2 separate regions of the Pan troglodytes genome follow, and region 1 is linked to region 2. Evidence: chromatin contacts called from public HiChIP or PLAC-seq data. All regions are on one chromosome and are shown on one strand. Each heading gives the region's core, a stretch centred on a gene start, on an enhancer-like site or on the middle of the called end of the contact. The rest is flanking DNA. Distances are from core to core; before and after follow the strand shown. Region 1 holds the start of RHBDL3 (rhomboid like 3). Region 2 holds the start of PSMD11 (proteasome 26S subunit, non-ATPase 11).

Evidence for each region. HiChIP or PLAC-seq counts read pairs in DNA pulled down with a chosen protein or histone mark.
Region 1: a contact with region 2 is called in an H3K4me3 HiChIP or PLAC-seq map of stem cell-derived excitatory neurons, with 2.0 times the contacts expected there. The contact joins the promoter of RHBDL3 here to the promoter of PSMD11 in region 2. A contact is called at or near these places in 1 of 7 Hi-C or Micro-C datasets (stem cell-derived neural progenitor cells) and 1 of 1 datasets of contacts at active chromatin or transcription factors (stem cell-derived excitatory neurons).

What each region holds. Positions count from the first base shown.
Region 1 is chr19:35,322,702-35,329,636 of NHGRI_mPanTro3-v2.0_pri, reverse strand. It overlaps RHBDL3 (rhomboid like 3), which reads left to right and starts at 4,711. Exons shown (of 8, transcript XM_016932028.4): 1 at 4,711-5,182. The coding sequence starts at 5,072.
Region 2 is chr19:35,143,070-35,149,308 of NHGRI_mPanTro3-v2.0_pri, reverse strand. It overlaps PSMD11 (proteasome 26S subunit, non-ATPase 11), which reads left to right and starts at 3,241. Exons shown (of 14, transcript XM_054670054.2): 1 at 3,241-3,630; 2 at 5,960-6,061. The coding sequence starts at 3,540.

The sequences.
Region 1 (6,935 bases), core at 3,462-5,961, 180 kb before region 2:
GAGAATTCAGAAATGGGACCCTGGGGACCAGCCAGGCCCCAAGGAGGTGGCAGGAAAGGAAGGTAAGACCTGGCAAAGTAGCTGATTGTTTCCCTGAATGTGTGATTGGCTAAATCTTGGGACTGGGAAAGTTTTTTTCTGTGCTTTTCTGAGCTCAACTTTTGGGTGCCCACGCCTTGCTTTGAAAGGGTTTGGTCTGTGAACCTACACATCTCTCAGTAATGATTTAAGTTACTCAGAAAACTGGGAGCCCTGGAGTGAAAGGAAGAGACGAAAGGGAAAGAAATCCATGTTGCAGTCTTGCTCCGTTTGATCTGGCAGACAGCGGGCGATGATGGAAGAATGCTGGAGATGGAGGTGGAGGGTGGTCGGATTCTGCCATCCTGAGCCATGTCTGCTGTTTGGACTTGCAGACTTCAAACACGGCTGGGGGATTCCCGGAAGACAAAAGAATTCAGGGCTGGGGCTTGGATCTCAGTCAAAAATAACTTACGTCTTCATCTCAGGAAGGCAAACAGTGGTAGCTCAGGGCTGGTTTCTCAGAAGATTAGAGCTACAGGTGGGGACAGGGTGCCATGAAGGTCAGTTTAGGTTTAAGTTGGCTGCAGAGAGAGAAGGGGCTCGGAGGGTGTGGGTCTGGCAGAGGGAGATGTCAGAATGAACCCCAAGTGAAAGAGGTTCTGGAGAAAAAGTCATCCCTGTTTGCCCCCCTTCTGGGCATTGCCATTGCTTTGAGCAATAATTACAGCCCTTCATGTTTCTTCCCTGGCTTCTCATTAGCTCAAGGTGTCCACAAACAAACTGCTCAGCCCCCTTTGCCTTCCTCTCCCCGCTTCCAGCAGCTACTCCTGGCTTTTCCATGGCAGCCAACTGTCCCAGTTCCCAGGACCAGAACATCGGGTCCTTAAAAAAACTCCTTCCTCTCTTGGAGGGCACATTTGAGAGACTCAGCCCTGGAAAGGCTCTTCCCTCTCTCCTCCCCCTTATCCCACTGGACTGTCATTAGAGGATGACCTCATTTTCCCCCAGGAGGCCAGGGCCTGGGTCTCATCCCCTTTGTATTATCAGCACCTCGGCCAGGGTCTGGCACATAATGGACACTCAGCACGTGTGAGCTGAATGGCACTGCTGAGCTGTCGCCAACTTTATCTTCCTAAAATGCTGCTCCAGTTAGAAGCCATCACTGCTTCTCTATCTCCCACTGGGCGAGGTCCAACCTCCTCAGACTGGCACTCGGGGACTCTGGCGACACAGTGCTCCTCGCCTGCCCGGCCATCCTCACTTTGTGCTCAGCCACTTCATGGTTCCCAACACAGTCAACAGCTTTCCTATCTCTGTGTCTTTGCCACAGCAGTTCCCTCCACCTAGAAACCCTTCCACATTCTCTACCACAAGCTTGCCCCTTTCAAGGCTCATCTCAACATCATGCTCCTGCCCTTCTAAACCGAGTTTGATCCGCCCTTCCCCAGCCCTTCATCCTGCTCTGCGTTGACTTCGAGTGTCTTGTTAGGAACCTTAAAAGAGGCCATGGTGTAGCGCACTTGCAGAATGAAGAGCAAGGAAGAAGTGCCAATAGGCCCAGTTCCGTGTCACTTCTCATTAGCGCCAAAGGTTCTCCCAGGGAGGGGCCTCTGCATGGCACACCTCCAGGCATCGATGAGTGCCTGCCTGCTGCAGCTGGTCAGTGAAAGTGACACCATGCCTACTCCCTCCTCTGCCCCCAAAATGCCACAGAATATGCCAGTCCTTAGGCTGTCTCAGGTGAGAGTAGAACAAAAGGTGTCAGGGTGCCTAGCCACTCCTATCCCCTGGAGCTTTCTAGGCCTGGACCCCAGGCCCCATGTCCTACTGCCTGCTGGGGAGTGGGCTGCAGATTCGCCTGGAGCTGAGGGGCAGAGTGGTCTGACCAGCTGGGCGTAGGTGACATTGAGGACAACAGGTAAAGGGTGGCCTCAGGCTCATGGAGGATGATGGATGTAACAACTTGTCCTAACAGTCTCCAAGTCCAGACACCATCACCTCCCAGCAAGGGCCAAGGTGAGAGAAGCTGCCCCGTGAAGCAAGAATCCTGGTGAGAGATCAGGAATTCCTTCTTAGGAGACTTTTGGAAACATAGCCTGCCAAGGCGGGGTAAATGTTCCTAGGGACAGAAGGAGGAACAAGATAGCCTTCTGGATGTTTCCCATCTTCCCTCTCCCTTTTATTCTAACTGCTGCTGCCCTTGTGACCTCTTCCTTGGACAGCACCTCTCATGGCCCTCTGCTCAGGCCAACCTCCCTCCTGTCTAGACTCTACACTACAGCCAAAGGGATCTTTTTTGTTTGTTTTGAGACGGAGTCTCACTCTGTCGCCCAGGCTGGAGTGCAGTGGCAGATCTCGGCTCACTGCAAGCTCCGCCTCCTGTGTTCAAGTGATTCTCCTGCCTTAGCCTCCCGAGTAGCTGGGATTACAGGCGCCCACCACCACGCCTGGCTAATTTTTTGTATTTTTTAGTAGAGACAGGGTTTCACTGTGTTAGCCAGGACGGTCTCAATCTCCTGACCTCGTGATCCGCCCGCCTTGGTCTCCCAAAGTGCTGGGATTACAGCCGTGAGCCACCGCGCCTGGCCAGGGATCTTTTAAATATTACTCTACTGCTCACAATCCTTCAATGGCTCCCTATTGCCCTTAGGTAAAGTCCAAGCTCTTTTCCCATGAAACTCACAGCCCCTCACAACCTTCCCGTCCAGGCTGGGCTCTTTAGATTGGTCATCGTGCTCCAGCTTCCAGCCATGCCAAACTGCTTGTCGTTTGCCTTCCATATGATGCTGCTCCACAAGCCTGGTCGTGCTGTTCCCTCTACCTGGAACACCTCCTTCACCTTTTCCATGTTGCCTAGTTCTGGAGGCTTATCCTTTGGGAAGCCTTCCTGGACCCACAGCGACCCCCTCCTTTGGAGTTCTACACCTTCTGGGCTTCCCTTGAATCCAGGACTTACCCTTGTGTTGAATGTGACTGTCACCCCCAATTATCCATTTCTGGAGGGCAGGGTCTGGTTCTTATTCACCTCTGTATTCTCAAAGCTCCGTCATTGGTACTTAGTAGGAGCTTAATACATGTTCAGGAACAGAACTGAGCCTGCTAAGCTCCCTTCCCCATGAAGGGATGACAGAGTTGGATATGTTGTTAAGAGCTGTCCCTGGGCTGATGAAGCTCCCATGGGTAGCTGGTATCAGAACACTGTCCAGGGTGGCTGGGCATCCCAGCAGAGTGGCCAACCCTTTTCTGTGCCCTTCTCCTTCCAGTTCCCCTGGAACCAGACTTCCTGGCCCACTTCTCTAGTCCCAGAGATCTAAGTATAACAGAGCCAACACCCATACCGGTCATGCAAATGACAGCCTGGGATGCAGGAGGCAGCAACACAGACCCCAGGGCCCCAGCAGTCACTTGTCCTTCTGGGCTCCTCTTCACAAAGAATCAGCCTCTCTTCTGTCCCCTGAAGGCTGTTTTCAAAATCACACCCCATGCAGACAGTTTTATTTACAAGGAAATCTTGGCAGGATCTTGACTTGTTAGTAGAGTAGGGATGGGGAGGAGGGTGGTGAGAAACAAAAATAGTTGAAATGATCACACTTTCTGAAACAGAGATGAAAATTGGTGTCTGTAGCAAACTCACCTAATTAGAATCAAGTGAATTCCCTTCTCGGTGTTTAAGGGGAGCAGTCATTGCTGGGCGATGGTCGCAGTTCGGATCCTGGGCACGGGGTTATGTCTTTGCTTTCTGAAGATGACTGCATTAGTTGCAGCTCTCACTAATGGAAAGGAGCCTGTTCCGTTTCCGAGAGGAAGGAAGAGGGCAAAGACTAGTGAGTGAGTGGGTGGTGGGAAGAGGAAAACAAGAGGAGTGGAAGGGCACAGCCTTCCTGGAGAAGCCCCTTGAGCCTCTGGGGAGAGCTGGCCCCTGCCAGGCCGGCCACTAGCACCATTTACAGCCAGAGCCTCTGCTTCGGGAGATGGTCTCTCTTGGGGGCGCTTTCCTGCAGGGAAACAGCATCGATTGTTTTCTTTAAAAGATCCCCTACTCCTTTTTGGCTAACTTCCTTTCTGATTGCTTTAGTTTCTTTAGCGTCCCTCTCCCCAGATGGGGCATTTCCCTGGGCTTACCTTTGTCCACGTGGTCAAATGAAGCCTGGGCATGGTCACTTAGCTCCGGGTGTAGAAAGGGCAAGATTTAGGCTTTGGGGCCCAGGACCCCGCAATCTGACTTCTCCCATTTCTGGGCCTCCCAAGACCTCCCAGAATCTGAGACCGCAGTGAATAGGGCGTAAGGATAATGGGGCGGGAGGGAGGGATCCCCTCCTTACAACATCGCGCCCCCAATTCACTCCTAGTTAACCCTGACGTCGCCAACATCGTGTCTCCATCACATATCTGCCACCACCAAGTGATGGTTAAGCCGATGGAAGAGCCAAGCCCGGGCCCGGAGTGCAGGCCGGTGGTGACCGGGCCGGGGACGGCGCAGTCCCCATCCCCGCCCCGGGCAGCGCCGCCACTTCCTCGCCAGCCCCGCCGCAGCCCTCCCGCTCCCGGGCCGCGCCGCTCTGACCGACTGGGCCCGGGTGGCGGCGCCCGGGGTGGGGTGCGGGGCGGGGGCCGGCGTTCCCCGCGAGCAGCCCCGCCCCCGCCCGCGCGCCGCCCCCGAAGACTCCGCGGGGAGGAGGAGACTCGGGCGCAGAGCGGGGGCCGCGAGAAGCGGGAAGGGAGCGCGGGGAGCGGCGGGGCCGGGGCCGGCCCAAGGGCGCCCTCGCCTCGGAGCCGGGCGCGAGGGCCGGGGCGGAGGCGGAGGCCAGCGGGGCAGCTAGCGCAGTGAAGTTTGGCGGCGGAGGGGCCGGGCGTCCCGGGGTCGCGAGGAGGCGGCGGCGGCGCGGGGACCGGGGCCATGGGGGCGGGCGCGGGCTGCGGGGCGGGCGCGGAGGCGGCGCGGCGCGCACTGAGCCCCCGGAGCGGCGCGGCCGCCGCGGCGCAAAGTTAGCCCGGCGCCCCGGGACGAGCCCCGCAGCCGCCGCCGCCGCCCCCGGACCCCGTCTCGGCCATGGGCGAGCACCCCAGCCCGGGCCCCGCGGTGGCCGCCTGCGCCGAGGCGGAGCGCATCGAGGAGCTGGAACCCGAGGCCGAGGAGCGGCTGCCCGCGGCGCCGGAGGACGTGAGTGCCCCCTCCCCGCCCGGCAAACTTTCTAGGGGGCGCCGGGGGGAAAAGCCGCCCCTGTCTCGCCCCACGCCGGGCAACTTGGAGGTTTCAAGGTGACGCGGGAGCGCCCCGGATTGGCCGGGTCCCCGCGGGCAGGAGGGGGCGGAGGGACCGGTCTCCCCGAAACGCGCGCGCACCGCTTCCCCCGCTCTGGTTCCCGCGGCTTCCCTGCGGGACACAGCACCGCCACTGCGCCGCGGACCTGTCACCGCCGGAGCCCCCTCCCCGCCGCTGGTGCAGTGCCCGGGACACGGCGTTTTCCCGCAGAGGCGGCCGCGTCACGGCGGTGACTCCCCCTCCCCTCACGCCCGCGACCTGCGAGCTCCCGGAGCTGGGGAAGGAGCGGACGCCGCAGAGTCCCCGTCCCTGGCCGTGCAAGCCGGTCTGGCGACCCCTTCCTCCGCTCCCGGATTAGCTCCCGCCCGGCACCTGCCTTGCCGCGACACTGATTGAAATTCAAGCCGGCCCCCGCCTCTGACCCCGGCCGGAGCAGGGAGGGAAAGAGTGCTGGGAGCGGCTTTGCTCCTAGAAGGAGGCCCGGGAGTCCAAGACCGTGGCGGTGCCAGGGGACGGTCCCCTGAGCGAGTAGAGGGAGGGGCTGCCCCGAGGGCTTCCCCGCCGTCTGCTGCTCGGGTCTCCATCCCTCCGGTCCTGCGGGCCGGCCCTGCGAAGCCCTGGGAACTGGAGTTTCTTGGGTTAACCTCCCGGGGCTAACCTACACATAGGGGTGAAAAACCGGGCAGACACCCTGCCCTGCCCACCCCTCCCTCAGGGTGGGGAGATGGAAGTGAAACCAGGCCCCCAACCCACACAACCAAAGCGGGAAAGTCTGAATGGGGTTGGGGGGTAGTTTACGATCTTCTCTCTTTGGCGTCTGCGGTTAAATCCATCACTTCCTTCTGGCCCTAAACCCCTGGCAGAATCTGATGTAGTCACCACTTAGACTCAGCCTTGGAAGAGAATGGGTGGGCTTCACCGCATTCGGCATTCACCACCCCTCCTTCCCCGCAAAAAAACAAAAAACGAACAAACAAACAAAAAACTGCAGGCAAAATGTTAGTGTTTATGCAGAGGTGAGTTCTCCTGGTTGGGGGGGGAGGGGGCTCTAGCCCCCAGCAGGTGAGACTCATTGCGCCGGGGTCTGATGGGATTGCACCTGGCCATGCTCTCCCAGGCCTGGGAGTAGCTGTGGACATAGGCTTTAGGCAGCAGAAATTATTAGAGGCGCTTGGACATATTTGGACGCCTTTATTTAGTAATTGTTGAGAATCACTTGTTCTGCCAGTTCCAGAACCAGCAACACCCACCTTGCCGCCCCCGCCCCCACCCCATCCCTTACTGTGAGTTTCCTCCCTCTGCTCAGTGTGGACTCATTGGGGAGCTCCTCCCAGACTTCCCCTGCTCTCCTGTGGCCAGTCCCTGAGCCTGGTCATGACTCCTGGGCAGCCGCTGGGAGGCTATGTCAGAAACATCCGAGGACTACAGAGACCTTGGTGATAAGTGTGTCTTTCTTTCTCTCCTCTTCTTCCTCTCCTGCATGGCCTCCCTCTCTGCCAGCACTGGAAAGTCCTGTTTGATCAGGTATGTGAGCAGTTAACCCCCCATTTCCTTCCAGCCCTCCCTGAAATCGGTCTCAGTCTCCCTGCTTGCGTGGGCTTCCCTAGCTCCGCGCTCCTGAGATGGTGACGTGGGGTGGGGGTGTGGCTTT
Region 2 (6,239 bases), core at 1,992-4,491:
GTAAGGGGCAAAGTGATAAGAGTTGAAGTTGGAGAAGTAGGCAGGCGCCAGATTATGCGACACTTTGTGGACCACAGTAAGGAGGATGCTAACCAGACTCTCACAAGGCCAGAGCATTAGAGCTATACTGAGGAGGTACAAAGAATCTCAAAGTGGGGAAGAATGGCATAGTAAGAGGGTGAGTGTGACATTGAGAATGTCACATTTCTGAGAATGACTTTCATTTTAGTAATACTTACATTTAGGGACATTGTTAACCTATGGATGCAATCAATGACAGGTGACTACTACACAGTAGTTTGTGATCCCTATAATATAGAGTCTCAGTATTACGTAATGAAGATGGCCTCCCAAAGTGCTGGAATTACAGGTGGTGAGCTAGATTTTATTATCCCTGTTTTGTAGATGAGAAAACCAAAGATCAGAGAAATTAAGAAACATGTTAAAGTCATCAGCTACTAAGTGGCTAGCCTAGTTGAAGGCAAATATTGGATTTTCCTTCCTTTGCCCTGGAGATGCCATGGGAAAATCTCATAAATCTCTCTCTCTCTCTCTTTTTTTTTGAGACAGAGTCCCACTCTCACCCAGGGTGGAGTGCAGTGGGGTGATCTTGGCTCACTGCAACCTCTGCTTCCTGGGTTCAAGCAATTCTCCTGCCTCAGCCTCCTGAGTAGCTGGGATTACAGGCACACGCCACCATGCCTGGCTAATTTTTTTGTACTTTCAGTAGAGACGGGGTTTTGCCATGTTGGCCAGGCTGGTCTCAAACTCCTGACCTCGTGATCCGCCCGCCTCAGCCTCCCAAAGTGCTGAGATTACAGGCATGAACCACTGCACCTGGCCCCTAAATCTCTTTTATGCCATTTGTAATGATTGAAAGTCCAGTCTAGCCTAAAGCAAAACTTTAATTTCATATCTAACTTAAAGCTTTTCCCCTGTCTCTAAGTCTCAGGTAGTTGAAAATTTGTGTTTGGTCTGCAGTTTCACTCTTTTCATTCTCCACCCTCTCACTCTGCTGTTTCTGGGTTTCCTCCAGGGTGGAGGAGGTTTTGGTGAAAGCAGAGAAGTAGGAGGAATTAAAAGAGGTCAAGGTCTCTTCTCTTACATGACTGATGACGTCAGAGGCAGAGATCCAGGTGCTGGTTCTTTCTCGTTGGGAGCATTTATGTATTCTTGTGTTCTTTGGAGGATCTACCTGTGGATCTCAAGACTCCCATCAGTGACTGCCTCCTGAAGTCCACACTTCCAGCAACTTATTTCCGGGTCTCCTTACACTAGCATACGGCCCTACTGAATAGGTTCCTTTAAGAAGGTCCTGGATGATCTACCTTTTCAGCATCCTCTTGGCTCATAAGAACCTTGCCATGTCAAACACAGGGAGTGGAAGCTACCCTATTGTTGCCTTTTCTCCCTGTCCTATTGTAGAGTGTGCCAGCCAGCTTCCCTAATTCAGAATTCTGCAGGCTAGAAGTGGGTGCCCATCTTCATGAATGTGCACACATGCCAAACTCCTCAAGAGACATGTCTAGTTCATCTCAAAACTTTCACCATGATGATCACACAGGGATGGGCTCATAAGTTTCCACAGTCAGCAAGACTCACTAGCTTGGGAGAAAGATCTGGCAGACACTCCTAGTCTTTTACAGTGGGGGTCCCCAACCCTGGGCCAAGGACCACTACTAGTCAGTGGCCTGTTAGGAATCAGGCCTCACAGCAGGAGGTGAGCGGCTGGGGAGCCAGCATTACTGCCTGAGCTCCGCCCCCTGTCAGATCAGCTGCAGCATTATATTCTCATAGGAGGCAAACCCTATTGTGAACTGAGCATGCCAGGGATTTAGGTTGCCTGCTCCTTATGAGAATCTAATGCCTGATGATCTGAGGTGGAACAGTTTCATCCCAAAACCATCCCCCCTCCTCACATCCGTGGAAAAATTGTCTTCCACAAAACTGGTCCCTGGTGCCAAAAATGTTGGGGTCCACTGTTTTATAGTACTCCCTCTTTATAGTGAGGCCAGCACTCTATCCTCTCCTATGATTTCTTCTAAAGCCTCCCACCTCAGCCTTTCAAGTAGCTGAGACTACAGGCGTGCGCCACCATGCCCGGATAATTTTTGTATTTTTAGTAGAGTCGGGGTTCTATGTTGCCCAGGCTGGTCTCAAACTCCTGGGCTCAAGCGATATGCCCACCTCGCCCTCCCAAAGTGCTAGGATTACAGGCATGAGCCACCGCGCCTTGCTAGAAGCCATTTAATCCAACTCTCCATCAAAGTCATGAATCCTGTTTACAACAACCTGATGAAATGTCATCTACTTTTCACGTGAACACACCCAGGAATTAGGAAGGCATTCCCTAACCGGCAGCTTTTATCTCTTCCAATCACGATTTGAGCTTCACCAAATAACTCAAACCCCTGTTCCCTCACATATTAAAGGGGAGTAAATATCTGCTTTACAGAACATTGTTGGGAGAATAAAAGGAGACAGAGGAATATAAATGGCCTACTCCACTTACAGAGGAGGGTGTGCAATGTTAGTCCCCTTTTTGCGGCCTTTTATGGGACAGCACATTCCATTTTTGGATCGTCATCACCTAGAGAAAGGTCTTCCTTAATACTGAATTGTCTTTGTATCCTTTTAGCACCTTTCTTAAGTTTAACCCTAAGTGGTCTCATAGAATGTCATTTTTCCGTCCACACGACGTCTTCACTGATATCTGTGACTTTAGTTGAAGGGGCTGAAGATATTGGGAAGAATAATTCAATTTTTTCCTTCCTCCGTCCCTCCCTCCCTCCCTTCCTTCCTTTTTTTTTTTTTTTCTTCTTTGAGCTGGGGAGCTGGGTGAGGCTTCTGTGGATTCCCAAGAGGTATTTGTGGCGTGAATGGAGCAAAGGTGATGTTTCACTTCATCACGTCCAGCACTGTCCCAAGGTTAAATGGGCGCGTGAGGACAGTTTTCTCCGGTCCTGGCGGGTTTGCCCACCTGCTGGCCAGCGTTCTGCGGGAGTCAAGCCTGGAAAGCGTGTGTGCGGCGCACAGGCGTCAGACACTGGAACGCATTTGAATGGTGCTCTTCTTTGCCACATAGCGAGCACTTTATAAGGTCACTTATCGTCCCGAATGAATGGTTAAATCGTGGAAGCCGCAAAGAAAGCCACGCAGCTTTGACTCAATACCTAGCCCGGTACTCAGGAACCCCTCTCAGGGGTGCGCGAGCGGGGCCGGAATCAAGAAGCCTCTTTTGGGGTGGGCGGGGACCGATCTAGAGCTCCCACTCCGGGGCACCGCCTCTTTCCTCGCCGGCTGCCCGCTAGGAGGCGCTGGGGAGCTTGCAGCCCACCTGCGAGGCGGTCCCGCTCTCCCCACCCCTCAGCCCGCGCCCGGCGGAGAGACTACAGCGCCCGGCGGAGAGACTACAACTCCCGGAGTGCTCTGGCAACGGAGCCGCGGGAGCTACAGGCGGAGGGACCCGAGGGCGGGCTTTCCGGGTGTGTGTTTCCGGCGTCGGCGGCCGCGGCCGGGGACGGTGTGAGAGCGGTAAGATGGCGGCGGCGGCGGTGGTGGAGTTCCAGAGAGCCCAGTCTCTACTCAGCACCGACCGGGAGGCCTCCATCGACATCCTCCACTCCATCGGTAAAGGTCGCCGCGCCGCCTCCCCGGCCCCGCCGGCCCAGCTCCGCTTATGTCGGTCGGCGGCAGCGGAGAGGGGCCGGGCTAGCCGGCTCTGATGCTGCTGACTCACTGTGTGTGTGAGGGGGGCCGGGCCGGGGGCGCAGGCCGCTCGGAGCTCCCCAGAGCCTCCCAGGTCTCACTCTTGTGGGAGGGCTTGAGGCAATCCCCGGGTCCCCTCGCCGGCTGCTGACTCACGGGGGGCTCAGCGTAGGGTGGGAGAGTGGGCCGAGCCGGGCCCCCATCCCTCCCTAGCCGTGTCCCCGGCTCTGGCCCGCACGAGCTGGTCTGGGACCCGGAGCAGTGCCGGCCGGCGTGCTTGTCACGGACTGGTCCTAGAGTCTCTACTTGAAAGGCCTTGGCGAAACCAGCTCTGGACAGGCATTTCCCGCCGTTGTAATCAGCACAGCCTGCTCCGGGTGGGAGCGCGAGCGCTTGCTCTTCTCTGGGAGTTTCCTTCCACGGGACGCTGGGAGCTGCTACTCCTCAGCCCCACGGCAGAAAGCTCCACTAAGAGGAGGGTCTCTTTCAGAATATGGGAAATTCAGGGGTGACACACACCTCAGATTGGCATTTGGTTTGTGGAGGTGGCCGAGACGCTCATCTGCTCTGTGTAGGGTGTAAGAGTGAGGTGTTGGAGCGGGACCGCCTGGCTAGAGGAGGTGACTAATCTTTCCAGACTCCCTGTAGGGGTTGGAAGTGAGTTAAGGGAGTTAGTTGTCAGCCGCGGAGTTCAGGGAATTCTTTGGAACGGGTCGGCTGCATGTTGCCGGAAAAATTAAAATTTCTTAACACTGTAATACGATGGTCTTACACCTGTACACAACAGGAAAACTGAAATGGGAACCCCAGCCAGTCGCTTCCGGCAGCTTTCTGTTGGGATTCAAGTGTGAACAGAAATTTATAATGACAGAAGAAGACGTTAATGTTCACTCATAAAGGATTCAGTTAGGGCTTGGACTAGCTCTTCACTGCACATGTAATGGAATCTTTGTAGTGTAGTTTGGGAAGATCTGAATTGGCTCAACAAGTAGTATGAGAATGCACCTGTATGTGGGACTTGCAAGATGTTGGCATTTGACTTAGTGTGTTGAATTTTGGTATTCCAGACCTGCACGGAGAAAGGACAATGACAAGATCTTGATACTTTATCATTGGGGATACTAGAGAAGGAGAGGAAGTGGGCGTCAAGGTGTATCTTTGAATGATATTGGTAAAAGGTGTTTCATTTTAAAAGTTCTGATCTTAGGTCAGTTACTTCTACGGAACCAGAGTCATCTCAATCACCGTTACATGGGTATTTTATTCTGAGGACACACTATTATTTAGAACTAATGTGAGGAGCATGAATTTTAATTGTCTGTGTCTAGTGTCTAATATTTTGTCTTTCATAAAGTAGAAATTACGTCAAATATTACAATTAGAGTATTTCCTGTTGGCCCACTATTCTAGGGGAGAGTTCCCTGAAAGCTTCACTGTTAGAGCAAGCTTGAGTCATGGTGGTTGACGGCCTTACTTTCTCTGGACTCCATCATGGTTTTTGTCAAGTCATGATGCTTTGTAAGAGTAGTAGTAACTAGTGATGATCACTACAAACTTGGAGAGGCTATTCCATGTTTGAATGTTAAAATAGTTATTAACTGTTGAAAATAGGACAGATAGCACAAAGTTATTTTAACAGACCTCAATGCATTAAAAAGCAGCAGTCTCTCCTAAGTGTAGCTGTGCAGGATCTGGGGCTTTGATAGAGTTGTTTTTCTTGAATGGCTTTATAGACCTGCTTATCCCTAACACCACCCATCAGCTGAGGCTTTGCACAGACCTAAAGTTTATTGAAACGCTTTTGACTTACAGGCATCAGTAACTTGGTCAATTGATTTTAGTTTGTGGCATAAACGCACAGGCATGTTTAATATCTTCCCATAAAATAGTGACTGGAACAGATCTTGGCACCATAAGTATGAAGGATTTGTTTTGTTTTAATTTCGCTTTAACCAAGTGACCACAACAGAAACTTAGTGTATGTAGGTAAGCAAAATTCTGCTGGGTAGAATGAAAAGGCACATTTAAAATCAAAGAGAAGAATCCTTTTTTTATGATTTACATGGAGCATATTCTACGTATATATGATCTTTTTTTTTTTTTCCTGGCTTAGAGTTTTTTTTTTTTAACTCTAGAATTTGTCTTTTGGTAAATATGTTTGAGTTTGTAATGGATCTTATGAGGGTGAAATTTCCCTCAGTCTTCATTTTTTGGTCAGAATTTTAAGAAGGTTTGCATTTTCCTCTCCCAGTGAAGCGTGACATTCAGGAAAACGATGAAGAGGCAGTGCAAGTCAAAGAGCAGAGCATCCTGGAACTGGGATCTCTCCTGGCAAAGACTGGACAAGCTGCAGGTAAGTGCTACACATGGATTGTACCTGAAATGCTCAGTGAAATTCCTGTCTTTTGTTGGAGTGAAGAATCATGGGACTGATCCACAAACTGAATTCAGCTTTATTTTCTTGGCAAGTTGTTGAGCTTCAGTTTTTTAGCAGGCAGTTAAGTGGCCTTTAAACTCACTTCTTTCATGGT